2 separate regions of the Mus musculus genome follow, and region 2 is linked to region 1. The links are chromatin contacts, called in public HiChIP or PLAC-seq maps. All regions are on one chromosome and are shown on one strand. The core of a region is the stretch at or near the end of the contact, and the rest is flanking DNA. Distances in the headings are between cores, read along the strand shown. Region 1 overlaps Camk1d (calcium/calmodulin-dependent protein kinase ID). Region 2 holds the start of Camk1d (calcium/calmodulin-dependent protein kinase ID).

The links. HiChIP or PLAC-seq counts read pairs in DNA pulled down with a chosen protein or histone mark.
Region 2: a contact with region 1 is called in an H3K4me3 HiChIP or PLAC-seq map of forebrain, with 7 times the contacts expected there. The contact joins the promoter of Camk1d here to the enhancer-like site in region 1. A contact is called at or near these places in 16 of 39 promoter capture datasets (the 3T3-L1 cell line, 3T3-L1-derived adipocytes, the C10 cell line and 9 more), 3 of 15 datasets of contacts at CTCF or cohesin (the NIH/3T3 cell line, large pre-B cells and pro-B cells), 24 of 484 Hi-C or Micro-C datasets (the G1E-ER4 cell line, the N1E-115 cell line, Th1 cells and 13 more), 22 of 115 datasets of contacts at active chromatin or transcription factors (bone marrow-derived macrophages, craniofacial prominence, embryonic basal ganglia and 12 more) and 1 of 9 other capture datasets (embryonic stem cells).

What each region holds. Positions count from the first base shown.
Region 1 is chr2:5,410,072-5,414,538 of GRCm38.p6, reverse strand. The region is part of intron 3 of Camk1d (calcium/calmodulin-dependent protein kinase ID); the gene reads left to right. Among named protein-coding and RNA genes, the nearest start is that of Gm36853, 70 kb to the left of the region's middle. Within about 2 kb of position 3,033, at least 17 of the 459 cell types and tissues checked have an H3K27ac peak or open chromatin away from gene starts, as enhancers often do. A contact at or near this core is called in cerebral cortex, cortical neurons, forebrain and 1 more, where this site is marked.
Region 2 is chr2:5,712,612-5,717,072 of GRCm38.p6, reverse strand. It overlaps Camk1d (calcium/calmodulin-dependent protein kinase ID), which reads left to right and starts at 2,311. Exons shown (of 11, transcript NM_177343.4): 1 at 2,311-2,927. The coding sequence starts at 2,836.

The DNA of each region.
Region 1 (4,467 bases), core at 1,784-4,283:
TTCTATGCTTGGATGGGCTGAGAGTCCTGGTGAAATCTGAATATGTTTATTTGCTATCCTTGTCAAATATATAGACTGAATGGTGGTTGTGGGCCAAGAGTTTTTGTTTGGTTGGTTTTTTTAGTGGCTTAATTCAGTCTGATGATCAAAAAACCATAGGGAGAGAAACGAATAATCTCATCTAAGTACTTTCTTCCTTTACCTCTGATCCTAGTTGGATGGTACAACTTGGTTTTTGTTGCTATTCAACTCTGTAATTATATATTTTGCTACTAATTTCGTTAATCTTTAGATGACTAAAGGAGCTGCTCTATCTTTGCCTATTCTTTAAAAACAATTGGTCTATCCTGCTCCCCTCTAATAACATTGATTTTTTTTTAGAATTATTTTAGAGTTTATTTACTCCCAAGATGGCATCACACCTACCACCATCACCACTACCCAGCTTTGTAAGTACCTGGGCTGTTTAGTTCCTTCTAATTAGGAATGACTGTTTAGACAGCAGCTGTTCAGGGAGTGTGATCTCCCTTACCTAGGAAATGACTGGGTATTAAATATGGACGCCTTGCTCGATGCATTGGTGTTTTGCTTTTTATGTCCATGATTGCATGTTACATTGAAGTTCTTGGGTCTCACAGTAAGAAGCCAAGCTAGAGTTTCAGCCCCTCGATGCTCATTTTCTTCCGTGTCTTCTCCTTCTTGTGGAAATTTCTCAAGCAGCGGTGATGTCTTCTTGACCCCGTTGGTGTGGCAAAATATACAGCCTACAAGAAAAAACTACTTACTTTGGCACCCAGAGTTCAGGGCTTCGGGCCCTCAGAATCATTGATTTTAGATGCATCAGAACCTCAATTTGGCAAGAGCAACTGTGCTCACTTTGTGACAGACAGGAAATAGAGAGAGAGAGGGAAAGAAGGGACAGGGATAAGATAATCCAAGAACCCAGCTCTAGTGACCTAGCCCTTCTAACTAGGTTCCACTTCCCAAACTTTCTAATACCTCTCAAAATACCATTGCCAGCTGGGGACTAAGCCTTGAATGCACAGGCTCTCGGCAGATGCTATTCATTCAAACCATATTGTTCTCCAAGTACGTTGTTTGAAGGAAACATGTTGTGCTATGCACAGGTATCTAGAGAGAAAGAGAGACAATCTCTCTCTCTCTCTTTCTCAATGCTCTCCATGTAAAATTGGTTTAGAGCTTCATGTCCAGAAGGGGCATCCAATGTCCAATGCCAATTGAAGGAGAGATTTATTCAGTGTGGAGACGTTGGCCAATCACTGAGTCGTATGAACTCTTTCCAGTAAGCTCTTTGTCAGCCACAAGTCTTGGAGAAAATGGGGCACTGATTGTGGAGGTCACTGATCATTTTACTCACTCAGATGACTGTCTTAAAGCCAGCGTGGCCTGGTCTACACAGGACCTTTCATCCTGCCTTCCCTGTCTACTAGACAGAAGTCCATGGCCAGTGAGTAACTTTCAAAAGAAATCTCCTTTATAACCACTTATTGGTGGTTGGTTAAAAGCCCAGTGCCCATGAATAATTTTGAACCTGATTTGCAGTTTTGTCACAGTGGTCTAAAAGCCTCGGTAGTGTGAAGAATTTTACCACCTATAGTCAGTCCCTTTATCTTCTGAGCCGAGGTATTGAGGTCACCTTCTATGGATCGATCAGTACCACCAGCTTGTTAGACTCACCTATCGTATGAATCCAAAGTAGAAGTGGAAGTGTGCACTGTGATATTGGATACCTGGCAGATCAGCAAACGGTGATGCTCTGCTTTGATCTAGGCAATAAGGAAACAGTGTGAGGAGGTGGCTTGGTCGGTAAAATGCAGAGCTCGGTCCCCAGAAATCAAATGAAAAATAAAAGTTGGTTGTGGAGATGCACAGATGTTAATTCTAGCTTAGGCAGATGCAGAAATGGACGGATCCTTGGGGCTAGGGTAATGAGAGAGAATCTGACAAACTAGGGGAAAGTGAGGAATGACAGCTTGGCCTCCACATGAGCGTGCATACATGTGCACATGAGGGCAAGTATGAGTACCTGCACACACACACTCTCACACACACACTCACACACATACACACTCACTCACACTCACAAACACTCACACACACATACTCACACTCATACACACTCTCACACACACTTACATACTCACACACACTCACTCACACACTCATTAAAACAGAGGCTCTTTTATGACTGAGTTGAATTCTGTTGCTACTGTGCTCCTAGTACCTGACTTAGTGTGCTCCGAGAGAGGATGATTGTAGCCTCCCTGGAAATCTACACTGAACTGGGACCTAAATCTTGTTCAGAAGCTGTGACAGGCAGAAGGAAGAGCAGAGGACCAAAGCAGGAGGGGTTAAAGAGACTGCTGAGCCTGAGTGCTGTGCTGCCACTTGCTGACCTGAGAACTGCCAGTCTGGAGAAGTGTGAGGAGGAGGTGGGAGCTTTTAGCAGCTTCTCAGTGCAGCCAGGAGCTCAGCTGTGCCAGGCTTGAACTGTGGCAGGGGAGGGGGAGGGGGAGGGAGGGCTGCATCTATTGGGAGAAGGTGGCAGCCCAGGTACAGGCCAGCAGACACCCCTTTTTATTGTGAGACCTCCCCCCACCCCTGGGGTGAGTCACCTTCTGGAGGCGGGTGAGAACCTGATTGTGGAGGCTCTGGGAAAGCCCACATGGAGCCTGGAGCCTCCGCAATTATATAAATGGAAAGTTGAAAAGAAAAAAAAAAGATGCACAGGGTTTGTAAAGATGGTTACACTGTGGCTGAGAACATTCTCGGCTGAGAAACTGCAGAGTGCTGCGGAGATGCTGAAAGATTTTGGGTTTTTGTTTTTTTGTTTTTTGTTTTCTTGGTAGCAGGAGTCAGAAGGGACCAGGTCCCATCCCCTTGCTTTAAAACAAACAAACAAACAAACAAAAACAAACAAACACAGAAACAAAACAAGTAGAAAAGATTGCAATGAAGTGTATGTAGTCCAGAGAAGGCGATGAAAATAGAACTTTGAATGCGTTGAATGGCTTCCTAAATCTGAGAGAGGATAAAAAGGGTTTGGAATTGAGACTCTTAGCCTAAAGCTTTGTGTCTGCCAACTGAAAATGGCAAAAATACATCTTATAGGAAAGGAAACCCCATACTTTAGGGACAGAGAGGGGCTGAAGAAGAACCCCCGTGCCTTCCTCAGGAAAGCCAACACCAGTCGGTTCCTCAGAATGGCACTAGCTGGGAAAATCGCTAGTTACCTCATGCCTTGGGAAGAGATGAGAGCACATGACGTAATCAGTATTCCTGTCTGGCTTTTTTTTTTTATTGTTTAGTAAACAGAGGTAGGCATATTTAGCAAGAAAGATGACACAGGAAAGAACACACAGAAAGCTAGAAGGAAGAGTGTTGATGAGCATAGACAGGACTGGACCAACATGTTTATTTTGCCTTTTCAATTCTGGTTGCTACACTTACCGATTGATGGTGGTGGTGGTGGTGGTGGTGTATTTTACTGGCTTTATTTTTGTTTTGTTTTGTTTTGTTTTGTTTTATTTTATTTTATTTTATTTTATTTTATTTTATTTGGTGGTTTTTTTTTTTTTGCCATTGTTTACAAGTTTCCTTATTCCTATTGTGATCTTATCATGAAGTGTACCCCACAGGCTCACCGTATATTGAACACTTTTGTCCCAGGACAAAACCCACTGGGGGTACATTATGTGGTTAACCCCCATGTCTCTACCCATCAACTCCTACCACACGATCCTCTGCCCAAGTGCTGAGAACTGAGCACCAGGGGCTGGCGTCTCTGAAGCCTTGATTCCCCCCATCCCCAATTCCTTCCTCCCCTAAGTCATTTCTGTCAAGTATTTGGTCAAAGAGATGAGGAAGTTAAATATAATTATTATGGAGATTACTTACAGCCAAAAATGAAATTAGACTGGCATTAATTTACAGAGGGAAGTTATGGGAAGCACTACAAAGCCAATCATAGATATGTAAGCCCAGAAGCAGTGGCCACCATGGTGGTCTTTTGTGAGTGTCTCTTGGTTCATCATTTTGGTTACACACACAGTCTTTCCCTATTGCCCAGTGGAAAACACAAATGTTACATGATGCTCACAGGGTGACAGAGATTTTAGTTTTCTACATCTGATGGCTTGCTCACCTGTGGAGCTAGCCCAAACTATGTAAGTGACCTCTTACTATGTTCCTGCTCTGTAAACTCCTTCCACATGCAGTGCTCACTGACCAGAAGTAGGCTGACTAGCCAACAGGCTCCTCTGGCCTCCACCTTACCAGAACTGAGATTACAAGCCATTCCTGGCCTTTGAAAGATGGGACTTCTGGGAGCTAGTCCAGGTCTTCTTGTTTGCATGGCTAGGACTTTAGGACTGAGCTATCTTTCCAATATCTACTTCTGACATCTTTCATAATTAGAAGCACATATTGGTACTATTTTGTTTAATC
Region 2 (4,461 bases), core at 1,062-3,561, 300 kb before region 1:
TTTGTCACCGCAGCTGGTTTATTATTATTATCTTATTATTATTATTGCTAAAAACAGAAACAAAAAATATACTCCAAACCACCTGGATTCGGGGGGATCAAACTTAGGTCCTCACATGTGCAAGACAAGCACTTTACCTACTGAACCATCTCCCAGGTCCTTATCTCTGCTTTTCTTATGAGATTGGAATTGCCTGTCTTTGATCAAACGGAAAGAGAGGGAGATGGAGAAGGAGAAAGGAAACGATACAGAAGGGGCACAGGACAGTGTCGCTGGGTTCTGTTGACCCATGCTTTATGCAATAAGATACAGTGTATACAGCTCTTACTGGAGGGGTGCTGTATGCTTTGGACTTTGGGCATGTCTCCATCTTGGAGAGAGGTTCCTTAGTTCTCCCCCACCCCCACCCCCACCCCTCAGATATTGTTTGTACGATTTCTTCTGGGTTTGTAAAAGCAAGCACAGTCATGTGGGCATAATGACATTCTGACGTTAATCCCATAAGATTATAATGGAGCTGCAAAATTCCTATGGCCCAGTGACCTCTTAGCCAGTCATAACATCAGTGTGACCCATTACTCATGGGTCTGTGGTATTGGTGATGTAAACAGACCTACGATGGTGTGCTTTGCCTAGAAATACTGTAGATATCATTCCTTAGGTAGACAATGCTTGATAGTAAATGACTCTTACTGAATTATCTATTTAGTGGGTTGGACTTTTTTTTTTTTTTTTAGATTATGTTTCTTCTGCTTGTGAAAGAAAACTTGACTGTAAGTCAGTTTGCTATATTATGCCGGCAGTACCCTCTTGTATCTTGTATTTACCGTGCCTCTCGATTGCATCATTTTGTCTTGTGCTTGATTTAATTTCATGTTTTGTTCATTATGGCTCTAGGAGCAATAGGCTGTTTCTCCCCAACCTCCAAGCCCGTGAGCGTGTGTATCCCACAGGCTGGGTGTGTGCAGCATCCAGGTCTGTGTAAATACACTTAACATGATGATCATATGACTCGGTTGTCACACTCCTAAACAACCAATGGTTATAACCCTCTTCTCTGCTGTTCTCAGCTTCAAGAGCTTAGGACTAAGGGCCAAAGAAACGTGGAAAACAGCACTGAGAATCTAGGGATAGGTAGATTTTTCTTCTAACCTCCTTGGGAGTCCACAAAGGGCTCCAAGGCAGAGCCTCTGGCCAGTCTGAACCAATGGGGAGGTGTTGGGGGGGGGGGATTTCTTTTTCTGAAAGCAGATTCACACCTCCTCCTCCTCCCCCCTCTCAAATTGGAACAGTCCTGGGAAAATGGGACAGGTGTCCCCAGTTAAGAGACAGGGCTGTTTACTCAATTCAGCCGAACAGCTCTAAGGGAGAGGAAGTCTTGCTACAAAGAAAACTTAACATTTCCTATCATGAGGTAGTAGTCCCTGCCAGTTGAACCAAAGGACCAACTGGAAACGCTGCCTACTGTCCTCTAACAGGTGAATACCAGGTGAGAGTGGGCAGGTCAAAGTTCACTCTGGAGACCAGAGGCCTGAGGAAAATGTATCTCTGCTTCTACCTTAACCTTCTAAGTAAGCCACTTGCGGGGTATGCTGATGGGGGAAGGCGCTAGAGAGAGGCGTCTTTCCATTGAATCGGTGTAATTTGGCCACGGCCTCAGAGCATCAGGAGTAAAGTGAGAAAGAGGAAATCAGAAGGGTTCAAACACTAGTCAGTCCAGTCACTCCAGTTCTGGGCCAGGCCAGCCACCATGTCCCGCATCCACCCATCACTTGGCCGCCAAATAACCCCTGGAGTTTTACTCCGGAAGGGACCACCAGGCGGTGATTGGCTCGTCTTGGGCGTGCCTGTCCGATACATCCCGAGGTTTCCTTTAGCTGCTCCAAAACTGACGTGAAGCAGATTTTGGTGCAATGCGAATTAGCTCCAGCAGCGGAGTCCGGAGGTGACTGCCGAGCTCCGGGAGCGCCTGCTGGGGCAAAGCTGCGGCCAGGAGTCAACGCCCGCCTGCCGATGGCTCCATCCAGGCCGCCGCCCATTGCCTTGACAACAAGCCCCCACCCGCCCTCCTGCACAGCAGGCTTGGGTCACCGGCTCTTGGGTATGCGAAGGCGCCCCGCCCTGGGCGCCCCGCAACCGTGAGCCGCGCAACCCCACCTTGCCGAGAGCTTCCGAGCGCCAAGCAGAGGCGCCCCCTCCTGCTCGAAGAGGGAAAGCCCGGGCGCCCCCAGCATTGACTTCATAATAAAGCTCCCTAAAGGCTAGGGCTCCCCCGCGCGTTCCGGCGCCCTGCACCTGCTGGGTTCTCCCACCCGCCCTCGCCCGGGGACCCAGGGTGCGCGGACGGCCTGGGAGCGTGCGTGGCTCCGTGGTCAAGTGCTGCATCCCGGCGCCCAAGCACGGAGCTCCTGGGGAGGGGAGGGGGAGCGGGACATCCCCGAAGGCCGCCTCGCGGGAGGCGGGGAGGCTGCCGGGTGCACTGGGAGGGCGGGGAGCCCGCGGGAGGAGGCGGGCTGGGGGAGTGGGGCGGGCGGCGGGGAGGGAGCAGGAGCCAGGCAAGAAAGTAGCAGAAAGTGAGGCTGGCAGGCGGCGGCAGAGGCAGGAAGTCTTTGCCGGAGAGCAGTAGAAATTAGAGCCAGGGAGGGACCGCGGCGGCAGCAGCCAAGGCGAAAGAGGAAACTGCCGAAGAGGAAGCTCTGCGGCAGCCCGAGCCTCCCTGCGCTCCGCATCCTCCCGCTCCGCATCCCGGCGCCGGGCATCCCCCGGAGCCCGCGCCGCGCCTCCGGCGCCCCTTCCCCAGCGCAACCCTCGGCCGCCCTACAGCATTAGTCTGCCATGGCCCGGGAGAACGGCGAGAGCAGCTCCTCCTGGAAAAAGCAAGCAGAAGACATTAAGAAGATCTTCGAGTTCAAGGAGACCCTCGGAACGTAAGTGGGTGCTGGGGACCAGCGGGTGGAAGTAGCATCGGTGGCGGCAGCAGCGTCGGCTGCTCCTGCTGCTACCGTCGCCACCGCCACCGCGGCAGAAACTGGCTGGTCGATGCGTCCTCATTGTCCCATAGTCCGCTCTTATGGAGACCCTCCGCGAGTCCACCGCGTGGGTCTGCGCCCACGGTTGACACCTCTCCTGGGCGGGGGAGGGGAGCGCAGGGCGCGCAGAGAACAGCCCACGCGGGCGGGCGACTTTCCTTTTCCCTTGCCACCACCGCCCTCCACTGATTTTCTCCCCACGCGTGACTGTGGGCTGAGCATGGTGGATCTCGCTGATCGCTGGCTGTGTGCACTTACTCATCGTGTGTATGGGCGCACTGGGCCGACGAAAGTGGTCACGAGGAAATTCAGCTTTTGGTCCTACCCTTACATCATATATTCCTATGGAATTGACATATGCACGTACTAGGTGTAGACAAGACTTTGGCTGGCCTCAGGATGATGGGAGGGAAGAATTTCGCAGTATTCAGAGTGACATGTGGTCAGAGCTTCATCTGTGTGTACATCTCACCATAGGGTCAGATGCCCGGCGCTGGGGTTCATGTCCGGGTGGGAGGAGGATCAGTGAGTCTTTAGGGGCGGTTCTCTCCGGGGCTCATGCTTGATGGTTACATCTCCAGAAAGCAGAAATAATCAAAAGTGTGTGTCATCAGAGCTCTGAACATGTGCCACTCAGTACAGCTGCAGTTCCCTTCCTGCGCATGAGTTGGCTTTGTTTTGTTTTGAAGCGCCTCAGATAGGTACAGGGGCTGTGAAAGAATTCAGCGCCGCGGAAAGAGTCTGAAGTTCAAGTTATTTTCTTCCACCACTTGATCGGTTTCTGGTTTTGATCGGTATCTGTACATGAAGATACAGTCTCACACGTGCTCCGTAAAATGAACCTTTTGCTGGGGTTTAGGAGGGTGCTGATGACTCGGAGAAAAGGAGGTGGTGATTCCCGGGTGTATCTGTGTTTCTGGGCGCTTATCTCTCCTCCTGCCCTCTCGGCCTTCTTATTTCTGGGCTTGGTTTGCTTTTCCAGGACCTCAGTTTTCAAGCCTGCTCGAAGTGCAGAGTCCCACAGCTAAATATTGGTAATTATTTCCCTCCACCCCTCCTGTACCCCATCTGCAGTGTGTCCCCCAGAGACAAGTCGGAGGGTGGCCTTGTCAGCTGTGCTCCCAGATCCCTGGGACAGACCTGTGCAGTGTGCTGAAGCTCTCAGTAGGGTCACCCTGCTGTGCCTGCTGGGCACCAGGGAAGGCATCTCTGTGCACGTACTTGCTGTTTTGTGGAAATAAAACAAGAGGGCTCTTAGCTTTTTAGTACAGGGGGTGGGGGTGGGGGTGGGGTTCCTGGCTAAGAGATTACTTCTGGTCCAAACTTTTAAAATTTGTCATTGAGGTTTGAGGTTGTGCATCTGAGCCGCACAAGTTAACAGGAAAACAGAAGTGTTTATCAGTCAGGCAGGGACTTGGCATATGGCTGCAGG